Linked DNA regions of Oryctolagus cuniculus: region 1 is linked to region 2. A link is a contact called in public Micro-C data. All regions are on one chromosome and are shown on one strand. Each heading gives the region's core, a stretch centred on a gene start, on an enhancer-like site or on the middle of the called end of the contact. The rest is flanking DNA. Distances are from core to core; before and after follow the strand shown.

What was found. Hi-C and Micro-C count contacts between places; a contact is called where the count stands out from the background.
Region 1: a contact with region 2 is called in a Micro-C map of ear pinna, with 7 times the contacts expected there. The contact joins the promoter of TBC1D15 here to the promoter of THAP2 in region 2. A contact is called at or near these places in 3 of 6 Hi-C or Micro-C datasets (ear pinna, psoas muscle and an unstated tissue).

Annotation. Positions count from the first base shown.
Region 1 is chr11:74,416,685-74,423,181 of mOryCun1.1, reverse strand. It overlaps TBC1D15 (TBC1 domain family member 15), which reads right to left and starts at 1,689. Exons shown (of 17, transcript XM_051845672.2): 1 at 1,562-1,689. The coding sequence starts at 1,591.
Region 2 is chr11:74,230,683-74,237,339 of mOryCun1.1, reverse strand. It overlaps THAP2 (THAP domain containing 2), which reads right to left and starts at 2,985. Exons shown (of 4, transcript XR_007919501.2): 1 at 2,366-2,985. ZFC3H1 (zinc finger C3H1-type containing) reads left to right here and starts at 2,998. Exons shown (of 35, transcript XM_002711333.5): 1 at 2,998-3,895. The coding sequence starts at 3,301.

The DNA.
Region 1 (6,497 bases), core at 440-2,939, 190 kb before region 2:
ACTAGAGTGGCCATTTAGCCTAGCAATTCAGACACCTGCCTGGGTTCAATTCCCAGCTCCAGCTTCTCATCCCAGCTTCCTGCTAATGCAAACCCTAAGTAGTAGCAGTGATGGCCCAAGCCACTGAATTCCTACCACCCACATGGTAGACCCATATGGAGTTCCCAATTCCCAGCTCTGGTGAGCAACAGGAGGTTTGTTTCTCTGCATCTCAAAATAAATAAAAATGAAGATGCAGAGAACCACAAAGAGAAAAAAAAAAAAAAAAAAAAAAAGGAGAGAGAAACTGACAAGAGCCAAGAGTAACCCAATAAAGGATGTCCAATCTACAGTTTAAAAGTACCAGTACATACAAGTTTGGCATCTTTGTTATATTTTGTTAGTTGCAAGTATTCCGAACAACTCCAATAAACATAATCCTTGACAACACCTTTGCAGATAAATTTGGCAGCATTTTGCAGATAAAAATGAAGAACAGGGAAGTCATAACTGCCTCGATTTCCAAGGTCACACTTCAGGCTAACAGCAAAACCAAGATCATATTTACTATTCTGGTACCTGCTCTAGTTATTTCAGACCCCAAACCAAACACTGTCAAATGATTCAAAACGGGGTGGAAGACAGCAGGGAGCACATGAGGCAACTCAAGGAATAGAGGAAGCTATCTGCCACGAGTAAACAGTCTCTGGGGTTCAATGAGTCATTACCAGTCAGTCCCAGCTGTTTATGAAATACCTCCGCAATGGGAAACGCTGCCAGTGACCTGTCATAAACCTGAGTGCCCTAAATATGCGTAAGATGTGCCTTCGGAATGTGAATGTGCGCTCTGCGACGCAATCGCCTCCGCACCTAATCCTAATGCCTCACCAACCAGGTGTCGCTGACCACGTCTACCCTCCCACCCCGCCGCCACGGAAACATCCCAGAGACGTCTAGGAAGAAGACACTTTAACCACCGCCTTCCCATACAAGCGTGGAATGGCGGCAATCTCCAGCTCCCTCACTGCTCCCAACCTTCAACCAACTTGGCAGATTAGTAACACGGACTCCAGTATACTCTTCTCTTCCAAGCGCACAGCTGCCTGGGGCCATATATATTCAGCTCCTTCCGAGGAGGAGACCACGGACACCTTCGCCAGAGCCAAGCTAAGGGGCAAGTGAGGCTGACGGCCTCAGAGGCAGAAAAGACGCTGGAGTCAAAGTAGACTTAAGAAACTAGAGTCAGGGGAGAATGAGTCAGGTTAAAAGTGAGAGCGCCATGGGAAGCACCTGTGCCTCCGTAAAGACAATACGCATAGACGCTTCCACGCTCCGGGGCAGGGCAGAGCTGATGAGCGCGGAGGCCTAGCTGGCCTTGGAGCAGTTGCCGGGTCTCCGTCCCCAGCTGAACCGGCATTCCTGGGGAAACAGCTGACACCACCAGGCCCGCGGTTCTCCTCCACCCGCCCCGGGCTGTTCCGATGCAGATAGGTCCTCAGCGCCCTCCCCCGCCCGCCTCCGGGCAGCAAAAGCGCCCGCGTTCCAGAGAAAGGCAGGGGTGTTGCCCGGGGCCGTTACTTACCTTCCCGCTCACAACACCCGCCGCCGCCATGTTTCCTGCGCGTGCCTGGTGATGACGTAGCAGAGCCTCACGTGTCTCTCCGGCTCACAACAACATCCGGCAAAACTAAAAATGACATCCGGGCTGGCAGGGGCGGGGCGTGGCCGTGGCCGTGGCCGTCTAGGCGCGGAGGCAGAGGGCGGGCCGGGAGGAGTCGCCCAACGCGTACGTGTTCAATAGAGGCCGCCCGGGAAGAGTCTGGTTCAGGCTTGCCCCTGAGCGGGTCTGTTTTTCTTAGCAGGAGCCCCGAAAAGAAGCGCGTTTATGTTGGGGTTTGCCTGGGGGCGACGTTCTGACCCTATAGCAGGCCACGTCAGTTTGGTGGGATGGAAAAAAAAAAAAAAAAAAAAAAAAAAAACACCACATTGGGAGCCAGCAAATGGGATCCTGGCTTTGTGTCCGTAGGCAGGCTACGAACGAGCTTTGAGCCCCGGTTTGTTCATTGTAAACTCGGGATCGTAGCCTTATGAGAAGGATTGAATTACCCCCAGTTTTCAATCCGAGGGACTCACACAGACTTTTGCCAACCATGTATGATGACCTTCAGCAAGGTATTTTGATAGGAACTGTGATAATACCACGCCCTCGTGCTCCGGAGTCTGTAGTTGATAGCTTCTCGAGTTACTTAATAACTGATTTGAAACAAATTTCTAAATTCATCCAAACTAAAGCTGAAAAGGAATTACTCATGCACCAGGTGGTTATGGAGATCTAAAGGCTGTGCATTTGTGCTAAAATGATTTGTAAACATAGGAAAATAATGATTTCGTTTGTTCTCGGTGCTGTAAAACAATGCAGAGAATGTATTGGTTACTGTCACTTGTGGCTTCGGCACAAGATGTGGGACTTTCCTGGTCCCAAGGCCGAGTAAAATCCCCTTGCACCAAAAGTACCTGTGCCTACTGCAGTAATTGTGTTTTCACACTGTGGAGAAAGGTTAAGGGATTTTGAGAACCATTGAGGGAAGTGGCAGGCAAAGGAGAACAGAGAACAGAGAAGAATTGCAGGTTCTTTGACTATCAGGAACCTAATAGGTTGGGGAGATAGTAGGACCTTAGATAAGAATAAATGTGTGACACCATGAGACTGGCAGGCCAGGCATCTGAGACTCCAACTATCACCCAGATACCCATGACCAAACTTGGCATTCAGTCAGGAAAGTGGCTCACCTACAGGGAATAACGTGGAGAAATGAGCCTATTAGCAGTAACCAGCATTGAGTGAGGACCAGAGGGTCCTTCCCGCATGCACTGAATTACCATCTCTAGAACCTTCTTAAATTTCGGTGTTGGTCCTAATTGAATTTTCCACCAACTCAGCTGTAAGATGTGATCAGCAAAAAATGTTTAACGTTTCTTAGACCCTGTGTTTTTTAGAAAAAGTTGAAACGCATAGCACTGAGCCAGGAACAGAATGTTAAATAAATTGTCTATTATTTGTATAATAAGCTTGGAAACAGAAGGTTTCTCATAGAAAAATGCAGCATCCCAGGTGCATCTGTTTGATTTTTTAAAAAGATTTATTTATTTATTTATTTGAAAGGCAGAGTTACAGAGGCAGAGGCAGAGAGAGAGGGGTCTTCCATCTGCTGGTTCATTCCCCAGACGGCCACAACGGCCAAAGCTGCGCTGATCCGAAGCCAGGAGCCTGAAGTTTCTTCCTGGTCTCCCACACAGGCGCGAGAGCCCAAGCACTTGGGCCATCTTCTACTGTTTCCCAGGCCAGAGCAGAGAGCTGGATCCAAAGTGGAACAGCCAGGACTCAAACTGGCACCCACAGGGGATGCAGGCACTTCAGGCGGCAGCTTTACCTGCTACACCACAGCCCCGGCCCCGTGTTACTTGATTTTTTTTAAGGTTCATCCTCCAACTGCTTCTTAAATGCTGGCACTATCCATGGGCTATCCTTTGACTTCTTTTATGTTTTCTCCAAACACAATTGTTTTGGCTGGCATACTAGCCATCTCTGGCATCATTATCTCATGTCTGCTAATGACTCCCAAGTATCTCTACAATCATGTCTCTTTCCTAAACTCTAGCTCCTGCACATATTGCCTGCTAGACTTTTTTACTTGGATGACTTGAACCTAAAAAATCCTAACCTTTGCTATTCACTGTGGTCTGCAGACTAGCAGCACTGGTGCCACATAGAGAGCTTGTTAGAAATGAAGAATCTGGGGCAGGAATTCAGTAGGGCAGTTAATACATCAGTTAGAACATCACATTTCATATTAAAGTGCCTGGATTCAGATCCCAACTCTGTTGCCAATTCCAGCTTCCTGCTAATGCACACCCTGGGAGGCAGCAACAAGTGCTCAAGTACTTGGGTTCCTGTCACCCATGTGAGAAATCTGGATGGAATTCTGGGTTCCTGGCATTAACCTGGCCCAGCCCTGGCTATCTGAGGGCATTTGGGGAGTTAAATGACAGATGGAATATCTTTCTTTGTCCCTCTGCCTTTCAAGTAAGTGAAAAATTAATTTAAAAAATGATAACTACAAAATCTCAGATCCCACCACTACCGGACAAAAATTTGCATTTTTAACAAGATTTACAGGTGATTTGAATGCACATTAAACTTTAAGAAGCAGAGTGTTAAATGAAACTTTAATTTTTCTCGCTTCCTAAAAATTACTGCCTTTGCTGAATTAGAAATACAGCCAGAACACAATTTCTCAAAGACAGTGTTACTATCATATTTTGCCTTTCAGATGTGTCTTCTGGAAAGCTAACAGGAAGCACCCCCAGTATGCTCTCTTCCCTGTCCCCACTGCCACTCTCATGGTCTATGTCCCTCTTTACCTCTGGGTTAGACAACTACTGTGCCATTTTAATGTATTCCCTTGCTTTCTGCTTCTTTTTCCACCAGCCCATCACACACACTGCTACCAGAGTAATCTTTCTAAGCATAAATGTGGTCATGAGACTTCAGACTAATCTTTCTAAAGCATAAATGCTGAGAAGTTCTGTGACTTCTCTACTTAAAATAATTTTTGTGGCTCCTCATCTCTTCAGGATAAAGTGCAAATCCTCCAGTATAGCATTCAAGGACCTGTCTACCATTGTAGCTTCTTCTCCCAACTCTCTATTCAGATGCTATTACACAACCATAACCACATATCTACTATCCCAAAAATGCACTATGTTGTGTCCCAAGATTGCTTCTGATCATAGCAGACTAGGATGTCTTGGATTGTGAGACTGTCCCTGAGCCAATCATTAGAACTCAAAAGAGATGTTCTAATTGACTTAATTTGAATAGTATTCTCAGCTCCACTCAAGGTAAATGCAATGGAAAGAGGTATAATTCCAAGATAAAAGCTTAGGAATCACTCCAAGGAAAAAAATGAGTGGTGCTGGTCAAGCCAAAAAAGGAATCAATTACAGAGACTATTTCTGTGCTTGCCATATCACACTATAAAATACTTGATGGTTTACTGAACTGTCTCCCTGACTAGGCCACAAACTATTGGAAGGCAGGGATTATGCCTAACACATAGTAGGCATTAAGTGTTAGGTAATTAACTAATTGTATTAATTAACTTAAAACACTACATGTTTATGAATTAATGCCCTTGTTTAGGAATGGCACAGTTGTATGTTACATGAAGGAAAGAGACCTATTTTATTCTTCACAAATACCATCTATCTGCAAAGGAACAAAATAGGTAAGGATTCCAAAGTGGTTGATTTCAAGTTTTAGTCTTTTACTATAATGGAGGCAAAAATGTTAGTGCACATACATGTAGCAGTGGGGCAGGTTTTATTAGGGAAGCACAAATCTAAGGTTAGTGTAAATAGACATCAAGTTCCCAGTAACAAAATAATTTACTGTTTTAATGAGTGAGTAATCTCAAAGCTCCTAGTTTCACTCCTATGAAATATATAGTTATTTGCTAATTATTATTATCACTCAAAATGACATATGACACAAAAGAATTTTAATAGTCAATACCTTAAAGAAACTTAGACCTGAAGGGAGTTTAGAAATAATTTCTCAGAGTTTTTCAGCTGAAGAGATTGAGTCTATTAGACTTGCCAAAATCACAACCTGCTTTATGGCTTAATACAGATTTCATTCTAGGTCCTTAGCATAGTCACCTGTGCAACATTATCATCTGGAGGTGATCACTCCCCTTTCGAAATACAGAGTTTAATGACCAATTTGATTCTCATCTCAGTTTCTGACTGACCTATCTGTCTTTCAGCATTTATACCATGCCTCATTTCATCTGTTACGATTCCACCAACCTTTCCACCTATTGAGCTCTACTTTTCCGAAACTCTTACAACTGTCAGACAACAGACTTTGTTTTGGTGCTGTTAATCATGGTAGGGCCCTAGAGAGAGCATGGACTTTGCCAGCAACCAAGAGATTACAGGATTCCTTTATGGAGAAAAAGATGAGCTAAAGAAATCAGACCTGCAGGTGCTAACAGAAAGAGATTCCCATTGAAATGACTCTATCACATCATCCTTCAGTGGAAACTAAAGATCAGCAAGCCCACCTTTCTATGCAGAACTTCTAATTGGCTTTTGGTGCTCATTTCCTGAATATGAACAGATCACCATAGATCATTCCACTTCAAAGAAAACCTTTCATCTTAAAGACAGGGACCAAAACATACCAACAAAACGTCAATTCAAGGCAAGCAAATAAAACAGAGAACAGAAAAAAACTCTTTGATTATAATAAATGTATTTAGGGAGAAAACAGTAGATTTTGAACTTATGAAACATGGACATTCAGAAGATCAAAATTAAAAAGTTAAAGTAACAAAAGTGGAAAAATCTTTATGGATTTGGAAACTGAGAAAATGTCTCAGAAATTAGAGCAAAAATATAAAAATCTGTAAATAAGAGAAAAAACTTAAGTAAAATAATGGATTAAATCTAAA
Region 2 (6,657 bases), core at 1,736-4,235:
ATAACCTGCTGAAGGAGTGGTAAGAAGTCAAGGAAGAATGACTTTGAAGTTTCTGGATGGATGGTGTTTCCATTTACTGAGAGAAGGAAGAAAGGAAGTGGAGTCCATTTGGGGGAATGGCAGTTCATCAGTACCGATGATGAATCTGAGGAACCAGATAGAAACCAGTAACTAAGTAGACAGATATGGACAGGAGACACTGATATGAGAATGAGCAGTGGATATTCACGAGACCACAGGCATAGCTGAAATTATCCTGACAACAGTGTGAAGACCTTGGTTAGGGCATAGGAGAGAAGGGCTGCTGAGGAGATTGAAGACGGGCCAAGAAAGAGGAAAATCACAAAATCAATGTTAAATAATTCAAAAGCAGAGACTATCTCAAGGAGGAAATGGTCACATGCCATGACAAATCAATCTAGAGATATGGAAATGTTAGCCAAGGGCAGTTTCAGATTACTGGGTAGACCCAAAGATGGAATGGGCTGAATAAGAGGTAAGAAAAATGGAGATAGTTTAGGTAACACAGGGATGAAAAAGTCAACTAGTGTCATAAAGAGGAGTCAGTTAATGAAATATTTTTTAAGATAGATGTATTTTTATAATTAATGCTGTTTTAAGATCCAACTTTGAGTTTATACATGAATGTGTTAAATTCATAGCTAGCAAATTGTATGCATGTCATTGTACCACCATGCATCTCTCCAACATTGTTATTGGTGCCTGGACTTATCTTTCTCATCTTCCAAATCAAATTACCAAATCTAGAAGTTTCAAGTATTTTTAAAATCTGTCCACTTTTCTCCATCAATACCTCTGCAGCATAGGTCCCTAGGTGACCTGTCCAGATCTTACTACAGCTTCCTAACAACTTTTCCTTATTAACTCTCCTCTCCCTTAATCCAGTGCTGACATCAACTAAGCAGGACAGTGTTTAGTTCAGCTGACATTTTGATGGGATTCTTCTGTGAAGGAAACTGTGGGTAAATTAACATTCTGTAAAAATTTTTCTCAACAAATTCATCTCTGATGACACTTGCCCAGTACTTTCAGTAACAACGTAATTCTCCACACTACAGCCACAGGGCTTTTTAAGATGCTAATCTAATCAGGCCATTCTTTTTAAACCCTCCATGGCTTAAGGATCTTTCCAATGAAACAGAGAATACTTAAGTAGATAGAGGACCGGGTCTGTCATTCTTTGGTCTCATCTGAAACATAGCATCTTTTGAGAAGCGTTCTTTGACTTTCCAAGGCCATTAGGTCTCTCTGTCTTTTCTGTGGCAATTAACTGTTATTACATATCTTTCTCTTCCCGTTAAATGCTAAACTCCAGAAAGGTTAAGATGTTTGTGAAGTCTTGGTAGAATGTCAGGCATTTAGGATCTCACCTGTATGTTTGATGGGTGAATGAACAATAGAACTATCTTTTTAATGAAGTAGTTTAAAAATAGAAGCATTGCAAGATTTTTTTTTTTTCTAAATGGACACTTTGGATAGGGACCACATTGAGTAATAGGTAGGGTAAACATCAAGAATATAAATTCCTACATTCTAACACCATCTAACTTGTGAGGTATACAAAAATCAGAACTGTTTTCACATGACTTCAATATTTCTTTTGTTAGGCACCTGCCAGCAACTTACAAAGAAGGGAAACATTTAGTGAGTAACTGTTCAAGATAGTGTTCAAAGTGCTTTCAGAAATTCTGATTTGACAGAATTAAAGAATTTTGAACGCTCTTCCAACAAATGAAGGCAAAATAAAACCTACGTTCTTTCTACTACTCTGACTAGTAAGAACACTCTTCAAACAAACGAAGGAAAAATAAAATCAGGGTTTTTATTATTGTAATAAGAGGTTTATCTTTTGCACTTTGATTAACATCGTTTAATCCAAGGCTATCAATGAGGACTCAATTCCTCAGAGTTACTGTGTGTGGCTATTAAACATCTAAATACTTCCCATGTGAATTCAGGTAGTGAGAAGTTCCTAATTTTAATGGGAACACAGCAGGCTTCACAGGTGATTGATTGCTCGCTGTGATGGGGACGATCTTTCACCCTGAGGGCGCCTTTATGTCAAAACCTGATCTAATCTATAGGAGTAGAAGTAGCAACTCAAGCTCTCCTCCTGTGCCTTTTTCTCTAAGAGGCCCTCACCATCCAGCACTTGCATTCCTTTCAGAGAAGTGAACCTTCCCTGAAAGGAGAAAAAAACCTGGACAGATTTCAGGATTCACACACAATGGTCCAAATGATGATTCCTAGCAACTCGCTGGGAAAGCTACTCCTTTTCTTCCACGAAAGCAACTGCCAGCCTCGAACTCCCATTTCCGGTCCCACTCCTCTCCGCCCAGGTTACCTGTGGAAGCTGATGTTAATGTGCTTGTTGTAGGTGGTAGCACAGCCCGCGGCGGCGCAATTGGTCGGCATTTCCCTTGCCCCCTCATTCGGCGCTGTTCTAAGCCTGTTCTGAGGCGCCGGCTGCTAAGCTTGCTTCCGGCCCAGGTTAGACAATCGAGGCAGACCAAGGACCTACTGCGCTTAGCCTCGAAAGTGGGGGTGGGAAGAAGGGCTTGTGTGTGGGGGCGAAGAGGGGGTCAACCTCCCCGTTCTCTTTATTAATATGGCGGGTTAGAACCCACGGAGCCAACCATCCAGGAGCCGCAGTCGCCTTCGTCTGCCTTCACCAACATGGCTGACAAATCCCGCTCTTTGCTCCCTCCCTCAAAAGGGAGTAGATCTACTCCGTTTCTTTGGCAGCAGTCCTCGGAGCAATCAAAGGAAAAGGCGCTTCCCCCTCCAAGCCCTAAGAACCTCTCAAAGCTGTGGCTAACAGGAGCCCGCCCATCCCGGCACGCACCCAGCTGACCCAGTCCCGAGCGGGCGGTAGGTGTGAGCCACAGGCCGGAAGACGAAGCCGCTGAGACTCGCGCACCAACCTCTGAAATCGCGTCACCTGCTTTGTTATCGCGTGAGTTGGGAGGCCCGTTTCCTGCGAGGCGCAGGAAGTGACGTCTCGGGCACGGCCGCTGCTAGAGCCCCTTTCTCGCGAGGCGGAAGAACCTCAGCCGCGGAAGAGCAAGGGGGCGCTAGGCGAGGGAACGGGGTAGCGACGGTCCGGCGAGGAGGAGCTGGGGTGCGGGGAAGTTGGGGAGCAGAGCCCGCTAGGTGTCCGACTGCGGGAAGGCCGCACCGACCGGGTCCGTTAGGAAAGAAGAGGGCCGAGGAGGAAGGCAATTGTCGGGCGGATCCCCGGACGGAGGGCTAAGTGGTGCGGGAGCCGCAGCTGCCCGGATGGCGACCGAGGACACTCCGGCCCCGGCCTCCAGCGGCCTCTCGCCGAAGGAAGAAGGGGAGCTTGAAGATGGGGAGATCAGCGACGACGACAACAACAGCCAGATCCGGAGCCGGAGCAGCAGCAGCAGCAGCGGCGGCGGGCTGTTGCCGTACCCGCGGCGAAGGCCTCCTCACCCGGCCCGGGGCGGCGGATCCGGCGGAGGCGCTGGCTCCTCCTCGTCATCGTCCTCTTCTCGGCAGCAGCTGAGGAATTTCTCACGCTCGCGGCACGCGTCGGAGCGCGGCCACCTCAGGGGACCCAGCAGCTACCGGCCCAAAGAACCGTTCCGGTCTCACCCGCCCTCGGTGCGGATGCCTTCGAGCTCGCTGTCCGAAAGCAGCCCCCGGCCGTCTTTCTGGGAGCGGAGCCACCTCGCCTTGGACCGTTTCCGCTTTCGAGGCAGGCCTTACAGGGGTGGGAGTCGCTGGAGTCGGGGGCGCGGAGGGGGCGAGCGAGGAGGCAAGCCCGGGGGCAGACCTCTGGGAGGAGGCGCGGGATCCGGATTCGGCAGCGGCCAGAGCTGGCGAGAGCCCTCTCCCCCGCGGAAGAGCTGTATCCTTAACGTGGCGGTCTGCCCTGGGTGTGTCCCTGAAGTTCCTTTTAGCGTCAGTGCTAGGTCTGTGAGATGAGTGGAACTTTTCTGAACCTGCAGAACCGCTTATTTGGCCCCGTGTCAGTGTGCTCTTATAAAGGAAGCTCTGTGCTAATTGTCATGTGTCAAACGACGGCGATGTGTCTTTAGAATTGCTTGATTGGGTATGTCGCTCTTTAACGTATTGCGGGTCGGGGTTAGCTGGTAGGCTCTAAGACTGTCAAATCGGATTTGTCATGGTACACCAACCAGACGTCCAACTTTCGTTGGCTTTTTTTTTTTTTTTTTTTTTTTTTTTTGCTGGTTCAGGAACTTCATGTGAAGTTGACTTCGATTTTAAGAGAGAAAAAATAGTAAATATTTTGAGAAATACTGTTTATTGATTATGTCATGTTGCACTTTGGATTGTAAAGTTTCGTTCCTCATAATTCTGTTCTTGTGATTCTGTTTTTACCCTTTCTTGATATATTTTTTCTCATGCTGCCTTTTAAAGTGGGGTGGGAGAGGGAGGGTGAGGGCAGCAGGAAGAGAGACCCAGTGTTTTTACCAGCCATGTTAATTCAGAGATTTTAAATTCGTACATTGTTTTTAAAAGTTTTAACTCCTCTATTTCCTCCGTTCACTTTTGGATATTTTGTAACTATTAATGTTGACTAGATGTGGGCTAGCCAGAGAAAGATAAATTTAACAGCGTTTTAATAATTAGAGGGGAGAATGTGTAAGTATGGTGGAGATTATGGACAAGTTGAGAAGGAAAACAAAATATTTTTGCTCTCACTTTTCAGTTATCTTTTAGCATTACTGAGTTTTCTTAAGATTTATGCTGAGGAACCAGTCATCAGTTTGTTTCCTGTTTCATCATGGGTTTATAGACCATGCCTGACTCTGCAATAATTGCATGAAGTAGTTTACTGAGGACTTTCATTACTAGTTGTAATTTCCATTGTGTGGTAATTTTTTATTATATTCATTACATATGAAGTGTATATATAATGACGTTTGTTTGGAAGACTCTCAAAATTATTTTTATAGAATACTTAAGGCAAGAATGGTCTTTCCCAGATGTCACGCTATATGGGGTACAAAGAATGTACATTTAGGTAGGAAGTAGCTTTTGGTGCTAGGGCGCTAAAAAGCTTGACTTATGTGATAAAAATTGAGTTAGGAGCATTTAAGGATTCTTTCAGACAAAATTATGTGTATATTTCACTTTGTGAAGACAGTAAGCATTCTCTTGAGGTTAGGAAACCACTGCCCAAGGTATTTTTCTTCTCCGTGGATTTTTTTTTTGTTGTTCTTCATTCTGAATTAAACAGAAAACCTATTAAAACATATGTATTACAGTTTAGTATAAAATGCTCAAATCAAGATAAGTAAAAGATAACTATGCACATTCAGCAAGCTTTTTCTGAATTTGTTTTATGTTACAGAAAGAGGAGGCAAATGTGCTGGCCTTTCTCTGCCTCTTCATTGCCAGTTTGAGCCTCTGCTGTGTGCTTTCATTAATTTTTATGCTTATGCTTTTTTTTTTATTAATGAACAGGCATATGATATTGCAAAAAAATTATAGGACAATAACCAGTTTGCCTGTGTGATTTTGGCTTCTGTAGTAACTTGTCAGAAATGAGCCATCTTGCTCTTTTTCTTTTCACAGATGCTGCACTTAAGAAAAGGATTCTTGTTTTGACCCTCTGCTCATTGTTTTCCTCCTGAAGTATCACTAATCTATTCTAGAAGTGTTCTTTCTAAGAATTTGAGAAGGAAAACGTTGTTCCCAGTCTCTTGTGTAACATGAGCAAACAAAATTTGTAACAAAAGTTTTATTAATTTGGATTTCTTTGTCAAAATTATACTGAGTTTAATTCATATTTCTACTATGTGATTTGAAGATGACTTTTATTTTAAATGTATAAAGAGTGAGGGTCATTCTGTGGCTCATTTGCATAATCTAGAAATGAAGTAGCTCAAGTAGAGGATTTGGTTTTAGCTTATTTTTTTTTCTTTTTTTTTGCAATAATTTATTTTTCTGTAATAATTAAGATATGCTAATTGTTACTTTAAAAATAGAATAAACCAAATTCTGTTGTATTTATTATTTTCATTGTTCATTTTAACTTTTTTCTTAATGATAGACACTTCATTGGTCTATCTTAAGTCTCCCTAGAATACTGTTTTAAACTTTCAAATCTGATGAGAGTTAGCATAATTAGGCCAGTGTTTCTCATCAGTAAAAAGTCATTTCATTTTCACTTAGAGCTCTTGTTTTGTTTTGAATCAGATTTCAGTTAGAACTTGAATCTTGACAAGCTTAAAACTAAATCTAGTGTGTGATTCCAGCTATCCTTAAAAATAGTGGTAGGAGATTTCATTTAGCCTTGAAAATTAGTCATAGGTCATAATTGCTTTTCTTTTATGTTCTTGCATTGTTTTAATTTTTGTTAATGTATTGAATCTTTTTCCTTTGTGCATGTTCCTAAGGTCTTTATTAGTCTTTAGTTTTACTGACTTCAGTTATACCTTCAGATGTTTCTGTTGAAAACTCGGATGTAAGTGTAGATAGTTACTGAATTTATGTACAAAGAGTGCATAACGAGAGGGGAGAGCAAGTAACTTTGGCTGCCCTGGAGAGGTGACTTAAATTTGTGTCAAACTGAAGAAAAGAAACCTACACTCAAAGCTATGTGTAAATTGTGATGAGCAGGGGAAAGGAAAGATTAGAAAG